2 separate regions of the Danio rerio genome follow, and region 1 is linked to region 2. The links are chromatin contacts, called in public HiCAR-type maps. All regions are on one chromosome and are shown on one strand. Each heading gives the region's core, a stretch centred on a gene start, on an enhancer-like site or on the middle of the called end of the contact. The rest is flanking DNA. Distances are from core to core; before and after follow the strand shown. Region 1 holds the start of creb1a (cAMP responsive element binding protein 1a). Region 2 holds the start of dhrsx (dehydrogenase/reductase (SDR family) X-linked).

Region 1 (6,019 bases), core at 1,145-3,644, 150 kb after region 2:
AAAACACAAACCATTTGAAAACATTTTTGAAATAACTACTATGATTCATTAAATGAGGAATGAATGTTACTGTAATATTTCCGCACTGTTTAATAAATGTTAAGTTAAAAAATATGAAACAGTTTTCTTGCTATAGTAAGTTTATAGACACTTGTGTCCTCATTTTTCATTTTAAACAGATTTTTGCAGAAAAAAAGATGCAGCTTTCGTTAAAACAGGATTATAAATGTGTCATCAAATTTAGAAACATGCAGATACCTGTATGAGGGCCGTCTAGACAGAATCTCTCTCCTTTTCTGAGAATCTGTCACACTGTCCACTGACTCCTGAGAATCATCACTCTCAGCAATAGTAGAAATCTGATACAAAAAGGCATAAATATTCATGCTTTATACACCTGAATCAGTAAACACTTTGTCATCCTAAACTTTGAAGAGATATTTCATCTAAAAATGAAAATTCCATCTTTGCACTAAAATATTTCAATTTGTGTTCCAAAGATAAAAGACGGTCTAAGGAGTTAGGAACAAGATGAGGGTGATTAAAATAATAACAAAATTTGGCTTACTTGTACAGTTTGCACCTGTGGGGATTGTATGACAGAGGGCTGGGCTGCCTGGATGACCCCGTGAACTTGCACTGTTTGCCCATTGGGCAGCTGAACTAAGGTCACTGTGGGTGCAGTTGCTGATGCCTGTGCTGCCGCCATGGAAACCTGCACCAGGGAGGTACAATAAGGTTTAATTAAATAAAAACATCATCCCGGATCTACATGTATAATAACCATAACCCTTGTAATCATAATCAGTCTTGTCATCCTAGCAAACGTTTCCAAAAGCTTTGGAAGCATCTTAATGCCAGAAACTCACTTGTGCCAAGGTGGCAATCTGCTGAGTGTCTGTCTCTGAGACCGCAGTGTCGCCGCCCTGCTGGACATCTGCTCCTGCCTCCATGGTCATCTAGATAGCCTGAAGATGTAATTCAAGAGTCCTTCATTTGTATACTTTGAAAATTATGCAATGAATATATACACAGGGTAGGTTATCAAACTGCCCAAAAAAGGGTATTGTTATGCACCCACGATTATTTTAAAGGTTGACTGCAAAAAAAAAAAAAAACTTCTACCCACAGACTGGGTTTGATATAAAGTCATTACGAACATTTTAAATATAAAATATACATTTATGCATTTTTTTTAAACATACTTAACGTTAAACATGTCAATTTAATGTAAATCCAAAAATAAAATTTAAATGTATTAAATTCTTAAAGGGGTGAAATGTTTCCAGAAATGTATATTTCTTCACGTAAAAAATGGCATTACTAAAGTGAAATATTTGCATTATAATGTATTTTAACAAAAGCAGCCACCAAGCCTCAGCACAAAAATAAGAATATGCATATTTAACAGTAAATATCATTAATATTAGTCTTTTATGGAGCTGTGACTATTTTGTAACAAGTAATCGTGTTAAAAATGAGACCTTAATCATAGTGTGCCACAAACACAAGATGACTCCATTTGCCGCCTTTTTTTTACTTCCGTATGCAGCTGTCAGTCAGATCTGTGTCTTGGTTTTTAAGCATTTATGAACGTGGTAACTTAAAGGAAAATAAAATCGGCATACAGTGCAAGCTAAATCATTTTATTTTTCATGATTTTCCATCTAAGGCCATTTGAGAAATAAAAAACAGCACAATAAATACAAGCGCTTGCATTTTTAGGCGTGTTTCGACTTGTAAAATAGCACTCCACGTTGAATGAATCAAGCATGCGGCACAAAATCACTCTGTTTTATGGTGCACTCAGAATGGAAAAATACTCATGAATCATTTTTTTCTCTATAATTTTATTTACCAGTTAAAACCCACAATTTATGATAAAGAATAGCTGTTTAATGTGGTACAAAACACCATTGCTCGGGCGGGAATACAGTAAAGATCTTTAATGTATCACGGAGAGCTTAGACTGCTCAACAAACCAATGCTGGAGCCAAAAAAGAAAAAAAATCATTTCACGCGCTGGACTTTCATAAAAAGGTGCCATGGACGGGCGGTCACATTCATAACTACGCATCTCTCTCCCATAAACACATGTATTTTGTAGACCCGTCCCGCTTTCCTCCTTCTACAACCTGACTCATTGTCTGCAAGCAAGTCTGAGCTGTGGAGAAACATGCCCACCGCCGCCATGATCTCTTTGTTACAGACGGATCGAGCATTGCGACATGTCCACTAAAACGCCAAGTGTATTATCTCTTTCCCCCACGAATGCGTCTCTTCTTACCCGACACAGACTCGCCTCGTCACTCCCAGGCCTCCGGAGCTCCACTTTTATTTAGTCCGACACGTAAGAGACCGCGTCAGGCTACACCTCCGTCGCGTCACCGAGGACAACAACACAGAGAACGAGGGGGACGAAATACAGCCCTAATTCAGGATCGACAAGATCCGAGAGGTAGGCGGAACTTGCCGAACGTAGCACGAACCTACACGAACAGCCATCGAGCAGAGTCGAATTTACACGAGGTGTCTCTCCGTGACTGTTCACATGAGCATGCGTCAAATCCGTGCGCTACGATTGGCTGACTTTTGTCGTAATGAATATGAATAAATCTGTTCAAATGTACTACAGCAGGGGTTTTCAGCCTTTTAGAAGCCATCGAATCTGAAATTTGACAATTGGAAGAAAAATGATAATTTATAGTATTATTATATAATGTTTTATATAATTGTGTAATTGTTTAATACTTTATTAAAGGACAGTTTTCTTTTTGTTTTCACATAAATTTGTAGAAAAACTCCTGTATATATTTATTTATAATTGTCATTGGTATTATTATTATTAATTTATGATGTATTTCTTGTCATTAAATAATATTTAAATATTATTATTATTTTAAGTATTGATTTGTATATTATATATATACATTTTATCTTATTTTTAGATATTTTTATTTTAGTTTTTAGTTACGAGAACGACAGAGAGACCTTTGTTTTTGCGGCAGACATCTATGGGCGGTGCCAGTCAGTGTGATGTTACGACTGGATAGCTTCAATGCAACGTCACGTCAATGTTCACCAATTAAAATGAATAACTGATGCAGAAGAGCAGAAGTTCACCGCCTTCTTGTCAGGAACCAGGAAATAGTCATGATATTTTGATAGCCAACTCTCACTTGATAATAGTCATTGTGATATACTTAGTTTTCTTATTAGTTTCTTGGTCGGCGGAGTTTGTTGCAGTAATGACATCGTTATTCAAGAAAAAGACCGTAGATGGTAAGTTTCTTGCCGCCGCTTTGAGTGCTTGTTTGTTTGTCAAAGCCGCCCAAGCAACGCTCTCACGTCTATCAAAGACTGCGTTAGCAATTTCTGTCGTTTTATTTAATACATTAAATACGATTTGGGCTGTAGTTTGTACAAAGACGTGTCTTTGAATTGCTGCCATGACGTAAACATTTTACATTTGGCTTCTTTCGCTTGTGTCTTACAAATAATACTTAAGCATGTCGGTTTAAAATAAACTAATCCAGTAACGTTAGCTCTTAAAAGAAATCACTGTCCCTTTACGTTAATCGTTCCTCTGAACCTTGCTATGAAAGTAGTTCCAACACATTAATTTGTTATAACTGACTCAGACATTTTAGCATTATTAATTTATATGGCGATCGATAACTATGTCTCCTTCATTCTACAGATGTCATTAAAGAACAAAACAAAGAGCTGCGAGGAACGCAGAGACAAATTGCCAGAGACCGGACAGCACTGGAAAAACAGGAAAAGCAACTGGTGAGATTCCCCACCCATCAACGTGACGTCTATATACTCATGCCAAATGTTCTTCATTTACTGAGGTGTATGAGATCACGAGGTTATGACATTAATGTCACAGAGAGACAGTTTGTGGATATATTTTTAGAACTAACCGCACATGATCCCCTTTTAAGTTGATTTAAGGATTGTTTGTGCCAGCCAATAGCTAGTGGAATGTTTAAAACTTTTATTTATACCCACTCATTGTTTTAAAATTAGTGTTAACATAACTATTATAATGTTGGCGGGGAATCATGCCTTGTTATTTTTTTTGGGTTATAGATATCTGCTGTTGTTGCCAGAAATACACAGTTTGTCATCTTCCCTTTAAGTGTTTTGGGTACTGACAAATTGTTGCCGATACGTTTTATTTCAAGTAGTAATGTTCATTTACCTATAACATTATCTATTTGATAAAGCAAACTCTGCTTATAACTTTTATAAATACACATTTTTTTTGTAAAAAGTGGCCAAATTTAAAGCCACATGATGAAATGAGTTCTTCGTAAGGGGTCATGACCCTAAAATGTATGCATAGGTGGTGGAATAATCATAAAATCAGAAGAACAAACAAAGAAAGGTATGTTATCAAAAATAACAAAATAATTAAAAATGTTACTAAAAGCATATTTATTTACACATGAAAATTTTAGAAATAATTTTTGATATCAGAAATAGGTTTATTGAGAAAATTATTTCTATAAAAAAAATAATAATATGTGTATTAAATCTGTCAGCATATTAGAGTAGTCGGTCAAGATTTTTTTAAAGAGATGTAATATCTATATTTATTTATGTATTGTTCATTTATTAATTATATAGCATCATTTTAGATTTCAGTGAACTTTGAGTGCTGTAATTGCCATTTGTTATTGTTTATATTGCCAGAAAAAATAATTTTATATATATATATATATATATATATATATATATATATATATATATATATATATATATATATATATATATATATATATATATATATATATATATACACATACATACATACATACATACACACATACACACACACACACACACACACACACACACACACACACACACACACACACACACACACACACACACACACACATACATGCATACATACAGTTCAAGTCAGAATTATTAGCTCCCTCTTGATTTTTGTTTTTTAAATATTATCTTTTATAATATTTAATATATTATAATATCTTTTTTAAATATTTTCCAAATGTTGTTTAACAGAGCAAGGAAATTTTCACAGTATGTTTGATAATATGTTTTCCTCTGGAGAAAGTATTTTTTTATTATTTCGGCTAGAATAAAATCAGTTTTTTTAATTTTTTTAAAAGCCATTTTAAGGTCAAAATTATTAGCCCTTTTAAGCTGTATTTTTACGATAGCCTACAGAACAAACCATCATTATACAATAACTTGCCTAATTACCCTATCCTGCCTAGTTAACCTAGTTAAGTCTTTAAATGTCACATTAAGCTGTATAGAAGTGTCTTGAAAAATATCTATTCAAATATTATTTACTGTCATCATGGCAAAGATGAAATAAATCAGTTATTAGAAATGAGGTATTGAAACTATTATGTTTAGAAATGTATATAAAAGTCTCCTCTCTGTTAAACAGAAATTAGGGAAAAAAATTTACAGGAGGGCTAATAATTCTGACTTCAACTGGATATAATATCATATCATATATAAATGATCAAATCCTGCTCGCAAACTTATTTTTAACACGCATTCAGATCATTAACTATTTAGTTAACTATAATGAGAACTATATTTCAACACAAATGGAGAGTATTTTTCAGTTTGATTGCTGTAGTATTGTGGTCTGCTGCTTTAATTGGTCTGACATTTTAAAGCATGCTGGATTCTAATTGGCTAATTGTTTTCTCTCTTTTTTGTCAGTCAATTGAAAAAAAAGTGATTTCAACAATATAATTTATGTGCCATTATCTTTATAGGTATGACTTTTAAATGTAATAAATGAAGCTATTTTCAGAACTATATCTTATTACTGGTATAATTTTATTCTCTGTAAACAGGTCTTTTTTCTGCTTAAATCTGATCTGGGGACTGTCTAATGCAGTGTTTCTCAACCAAGTTTCTGGAGGACCACCAACACTACATGTTTTGGATGTGTCCTTTCTCTATTACATCCATTACAGGTCTTTCAGTCTCTGCTAATGAGCGGATGATCTGAAAA
Region 2 (5,478 bases), core at 2,954-5,453:
ACCTGACAGTAGCTGAGCACCTTTCATTTATTTTGGATTTTTTTTTTTCAGATGACCACAATTAACTGCAACAACAAAAGGAACATTAATTTGTCATTTTTATTTCGGCTTTGTCTCGTTAATCTGGGGTCGCCACAGCAGATTGAAACGCCAACTTATCCAGCATTTGTTTTACTCAGCGGATGCCCTGACACACTCATTCACAAACAGCTTTGGACAATTTAGCTTACCCAATTCACCTATACCACATGTCTTTGGACTTGTGGGGGAAACCAGAGCACCGGAGGAACCCACGCGAATGTGGGGAGAACATGCAAACTCTACACAGAAACACCAGCTGACCCAACCAAGTCTGAAACTAGCAACCTTCTTGCTGTGAGGCGACAGCACTACCTACTGCATCGCTAAAAGAACATAAATAAATAAATAATACAAAACATAATAACTTTTATCAATACTATACTTAATGTCTAAATGTACTTTCTAGTATCATACACTCTCAGAAAAAAAAATGGTACAATGTTGTACCAAAGAAGGTACAAACCCCTGTCTCAATAGCTTTTGATGGAACAGAATTGTACTTTAAGACAAAGAAACAAATTTGTACCATTGCAGTTTGTACCGTTAAGGACAAGACTTGTACCATGGACATGACCTTAACAGTGTCAAATGTGTTCCTTCAAGAAATATTTAAAGGCATTTTGCTAAATCCAAAATGTGTCAATTTGTTTTCAGTAAATATGAAACAACAAGCACATTTATGAAACAATGTTTTAATTCATTTATTTTTTAAAATTCATGAATTTAAGGGGCAACGCAGTGGCGCAGTAGGTAGTGCTGTTGCCTATCAGCAAGAAGGTCTCTGGGTCACTGGTTCGAACCTCAGCTCAGATGGCGTTTCTGTGAGGAGTTTGCATGTTCTCCCTGCCTTCGTGTGGGTTTCCTCCGGGTGTTCCGGTTTCCCCCACAGTCATGCGGTACAGGTGAATTGGGTAGGCTAAATTGTCCATAGTGTTTGAGTGTATGTGGATGTTTCCCAGAGATGGGTTGTGGCTGGAAGGGCATCTGCTGCATAAAAAAATGTGCTGGATAAGTTGGTGGTTCATTCCGCTGTGGCAATCCCGGATTAATAAAGGGACTAAACCGACAAGAAAATGAATGAATGAATAAATTTAAGGATCTTGATCTTTTTTTTGCTAAACATTTCACAACACTTCACAAAAATGTTACAGAAATAAATGATCCCATGTTCAATATAAAAGCAATTTTCACCAAAAAAAAAACTTTTGTAATCACTAAACAAGTAATTTAATTTACTTACTTTTAAAATAGAATTAAAGTTTTGCAAAAAGTATCGTGATGAGAAATGCACAATGTTTGATTAGTTTTACAACGCTAATATGTCTGCATGAACACTTTGCATATGATGTACTTTTGTCAGCTCAGGTGCATAGTGGTAAGTAAACGCCAAAAGGTGCGGATATCAATAATGAAACTGTATTCATGTTATCAGAAAATGTTTACCAAATGTTTATAAAAATGCCTTGAATGTTTAGTTTACAATTGTGTACCTTTATTTCAATTGTACAATAAAAGGTTCAGAACAGCATCATAAGAGTTTTTTTTTTCTGTACCATAAGGTACAACTTTTAAAAAGGTGCCAAACTGCTCCTTAAGAAACATTATTTGTACCACTATGTACCTTTTTTACTGAGTGTGTATAATGCATTTTGTTTTCATCGGTTGTTTCTATGTGGGGTCAAACATGGACAAACTCAACCATTACACTATATATATATATATATATATATATATATATATATATATATATATATATATATATATATATATATATATATATATATATATATATATATTATTTTTTTTTTTTTAATGGGCAGGGGCGGAGTTAGTGATTTGGGGGCCCAAAGCAACTCCAGGTATGGGGCCCTAGCTTTTTAAAAAATAAAAAATAAACTGCATGTTAAAATGTGTATATCATCCTGCAATGTACATCATGAAGTGAATGATTGAACGTGACTTAAACGTGAAGCTTAATTTTAGTTCAGCAATTTATTTTTAAAGACCCAATTATTCAATTATTCATTCGATTTTTTTCGGCTTAATCCATTTAGTAATCTGGGGTTGACACAGCAGAATGAACCGCCAACTTATCTAGCACATGTTTTTACGCAGTGGATGCCCTTACAAATGCAACCTATCATTAGGAAACACACATACACACTTATTGACACACATACATTACGGCCAATTCAGCTAATCCAGCATGTTTTTGGATTTATGGGGGGAACTGGAGCACCCGGAGGAAACCCACGCGAACACTGGGAGAACATGGAAAAACTCCACACAGAAACGTTATTATCATTATTATTATTGTTATTATTATTATTATTATTATTATTATTATTATTATTATTAAAGTGTTATTTTACTCGTTACTTAGAAAAAGTTATATTATTATGTAACTCACATTTCTTGTTATTCAGGTACCCCCAACCCTAGTCATAATGTTCTTAAAATGAATTAAAAAGTAGTCTGAATACATGACCTTAAATAAACAGTGTAGTTTATGCTATTAACAGTGGTGGAAAAAAGTATCAAAAAATCATTGTAAAAAAACAAAAAGTACCAATTTAAAAAGTACCATTACTTAACCAAACCAACCAATCAACAAACAAACAAACAAACAAACAAACAAACAAACAAACAAACAAACAAACAAACAAACAAAGTTCAAAAGTATCAAAAATGTATATCTAGTCTATTATGCCCTTCTAACTTTTTTTTATTCAGCAAATGTATACATTTCCTTTTATTAAGTAAACAATGCCTTTTCTTATTGGGCCACTTGATTTTTTGAAGTGTGCTTGGCCAAAAGGCTACCATGCAAATCTTTGACACTGCACATGTTTGCTGAATGAAAGCATCTGTGTTGTGAGGTCTGTCTGATATGATTATCCTATACATGATTTGATTGGATGGAAATCGGCTGATTTTCTACTTAGTCGATCACCGTAGTCACAAAAAATAAGCATATATATATTCTTACACATACATACACATACACGCACACACACACACCACAGCCATGTCACCCTGCAGCCCAAGACCGGTTACTCACTGAAGCTAAGCAGGGCTGAGCCTGGTCAGTACCTGGATGGGAGAACACTAGGGAACACTAGGTTGCTGTTGGAAGTGGTGTTAGTGAGGCCAGCAGGGGGCGCTCAACCTGTGTTTTGTGTGAGTCCTAATGCCCCAGTAAAAGTAAAGGGGACACTACACTGTCAGTGCGCGCCGTCTTTCGGATGAGACGTTAAAACCGGGGTCCTGACTCTCTGTGGTCATTAAAAATCCCATGGCACTCCTCGTGAAAGAGCAGGGGTGTAACCCTGGTGTCCTGGCCAAGTTTCCTCTATCGGCCCTTACGATCATGGCCTCCCAATCATCCCCTTCCACCGAATTGGCTCTATCACTGTCTCTCCACTCCACCAATAGCTGGTGTGTGGTAAGCGCACTGGCGCCGTTGTCCTGTGGCAGCCGTCGCATCATCCAAGTGGATGCTGCACACTGGTGGTGGTGTGGAGAGACCCCCTCATGATTGTGAAGCGCTTTGGGTGTATGGCCATACACAATAAATGCGCTATATAAATACACATTACATTACACACACACACGCACACGCACACACACACTTTGCACTGTCTGTATTTTGCACTGTTGTTGTATTTGTCTTAATTTTGTACTGTCTGGAGCGCCAACACCTAAGCTCTTCATCATCACAGCACATGCTGCTGATGATGTGACAATAAAAGTGATTTGATTTGATTTGACATATATACATACATATATATTTACTTACATATATAGTCTGTCATTGGGAGTGGAACCAATGTACTAAATGACAAATAAACTTGTTTGTCTTTTTTCTTTCAATGTTGCTTAAAATACCTGTTTAATACATTCTACAAATACTTAAATACTTGCTAGTTGTTATGTATCACAACAACATTTACCACTAAAGGCTTTACTTTTTCTCTGTGGCAGTTTGGACCAACTAGCTTTTCCCTCCCCTTTTTTTCTGACAGTGGTTTTACCAGAGATTATACTCCCAGAAATCTGCATCTTGACTCTATGGGGCGTCTGCGGTGCGTTGACGTAGAAGGCGGAACTATCGTAAGAGCGGCTGAATCGTTCCTGCTGTACTTCAGCACGGAGCGTAAACACTGAGACACTCGCTGTCAACTTCAAACATGTGGAGGTTGTTACATTGTATCCTCGGCTTCATCAGGCTCTACTTAGATGGCGTGAAAGTCCTGCTATACCAGCTTTTCAACAAATCTTTCAGGCTGCCAGGTTAGAGGTTTTTATCGTTACGATTGAGATGTGCTCCAACGAGCGGCTATTTTATGTGTGCAACAGCTGTCAAACATCTATTCTGTAGTAAAGCTGTCCGATGCAGTTGGGGAAAGTTTGAGTCGCTTAAAGAGACAGCACACACGGAAATTAAAATAATGCTTTGATTTAGTCACCTTCATGTTTTTCTTAATGATATCTTTATGATTTTTCTTCCCGATAAACCTTAAATGAGGACTGCAGAATAACAGCGTCAGTCTCAATTTCTTAATGTTTCTATATTATTATTATTATTATTATTATTATTATTATTATTGTTATTATTATTATTATTAGTAGTAGTAGTAGTAGTAGTAGTAGTAGTAGTAGTAGTCGTACTTCGCGTTTTCTGTTGAATAATTGAAAATGCTCAGTGAGTTATTAATGTATTTATTTACTCTATTCTAGTTAATTTTTTTAAGCATCTCCTTATATATTCCATTTATCCCCTTTTTAATATTTAAACACTTTGTATATGTATTGATTTTTTGACTGCTTGCTGACAATTGTTGCAATTGCTTAAGAGCAATTCCAGCTATAGATGAAAAACATAAATTCACAAAGTAACTACGTTAATATTTTATTGAAACATCTGTTTATATTTTCCAAAACAACTAAGCAAAGAATTATGGGTTCAGAAGAATATCAATCTGTAAACATATTTCATATTTTAAATGAGGAAAACAATCAAGCGTTATTACATGACCAAAAAGTTTGCGAGTTTTACCCGTATACAACATACTTCTGTGAATTAAACTGTGCGACCCAACATAAATAATTGATAATCAAAAGGATAAGAGTTGGCTCAATATAGAACAAAGTGGTTGACGTGTGGCATGTTTGTGTTATGGATGTGACAGATGTGAAATTGGCACTTGTGTGATTTTAGTAAATCAAATATAATAGTTTGAAAACATTAACAGAGACATATTTTAAAGCACTGTACAGTACTTGCTTACATACAAAATGCAGAAATGGTTTCAATATTTTGGCAAAACCTTTTTTTTCATGGCAAGGTTGACATTTGCTTGGAATAGCTGTGTTTTTCATTTGCTGTTTAAGGTA

The links. HiCAR-type assays count read pairs that join an accessible place to other places.
Region 1: a contact with region 2 is called in a HiCAR-type map of caudal fin, with 4 times the contacts expected there. The contact joins the promoter of creb1a here to the promoter of dhrsx in region 2. A contact is called at or near these places in 2 of 18 Hi-C or Micro-C datasets (caudal fin and hematopoietic stem cells) and 1 of 4 datasets of contacts at active chromatin or transcription factors (caudal fin).

Annotation. Positions count from the first base shown.
Region 1 is chr1:37,069,181-37,075,199 of GRCz12tu, forward strand. creb1a (cAMP responsive element binding protein 1a) reads right to left here and starts at 2,395. Exons shown (of 8, transcript NM_200909.1): 1 at 2,288-2,395; 2 at 870-968; 3 at 569-715; 4 at 259-359. The coding sequence starts at 959. chmp2bb (charged multivesicular body protein 2Bb) reads left to right here and starts at 3,114. Exons shown (of 6, transcript NM_212904.2): 1 at 3,114-3,282; 2 at 3,701-3,792. The coding sequence starts at 3,249.
Region 2 is chr1:36,915,606-36,921,083 of GRCz12tu, forward strand. dhrsx (dehydrogenase/reductase (SDR family) X-linked) reads left to right here and starts at 4,204. Exons shown (of 7, transcript NM_001256719.1): 1 at 4,204-4,374. The coding sequence starts at 4,272.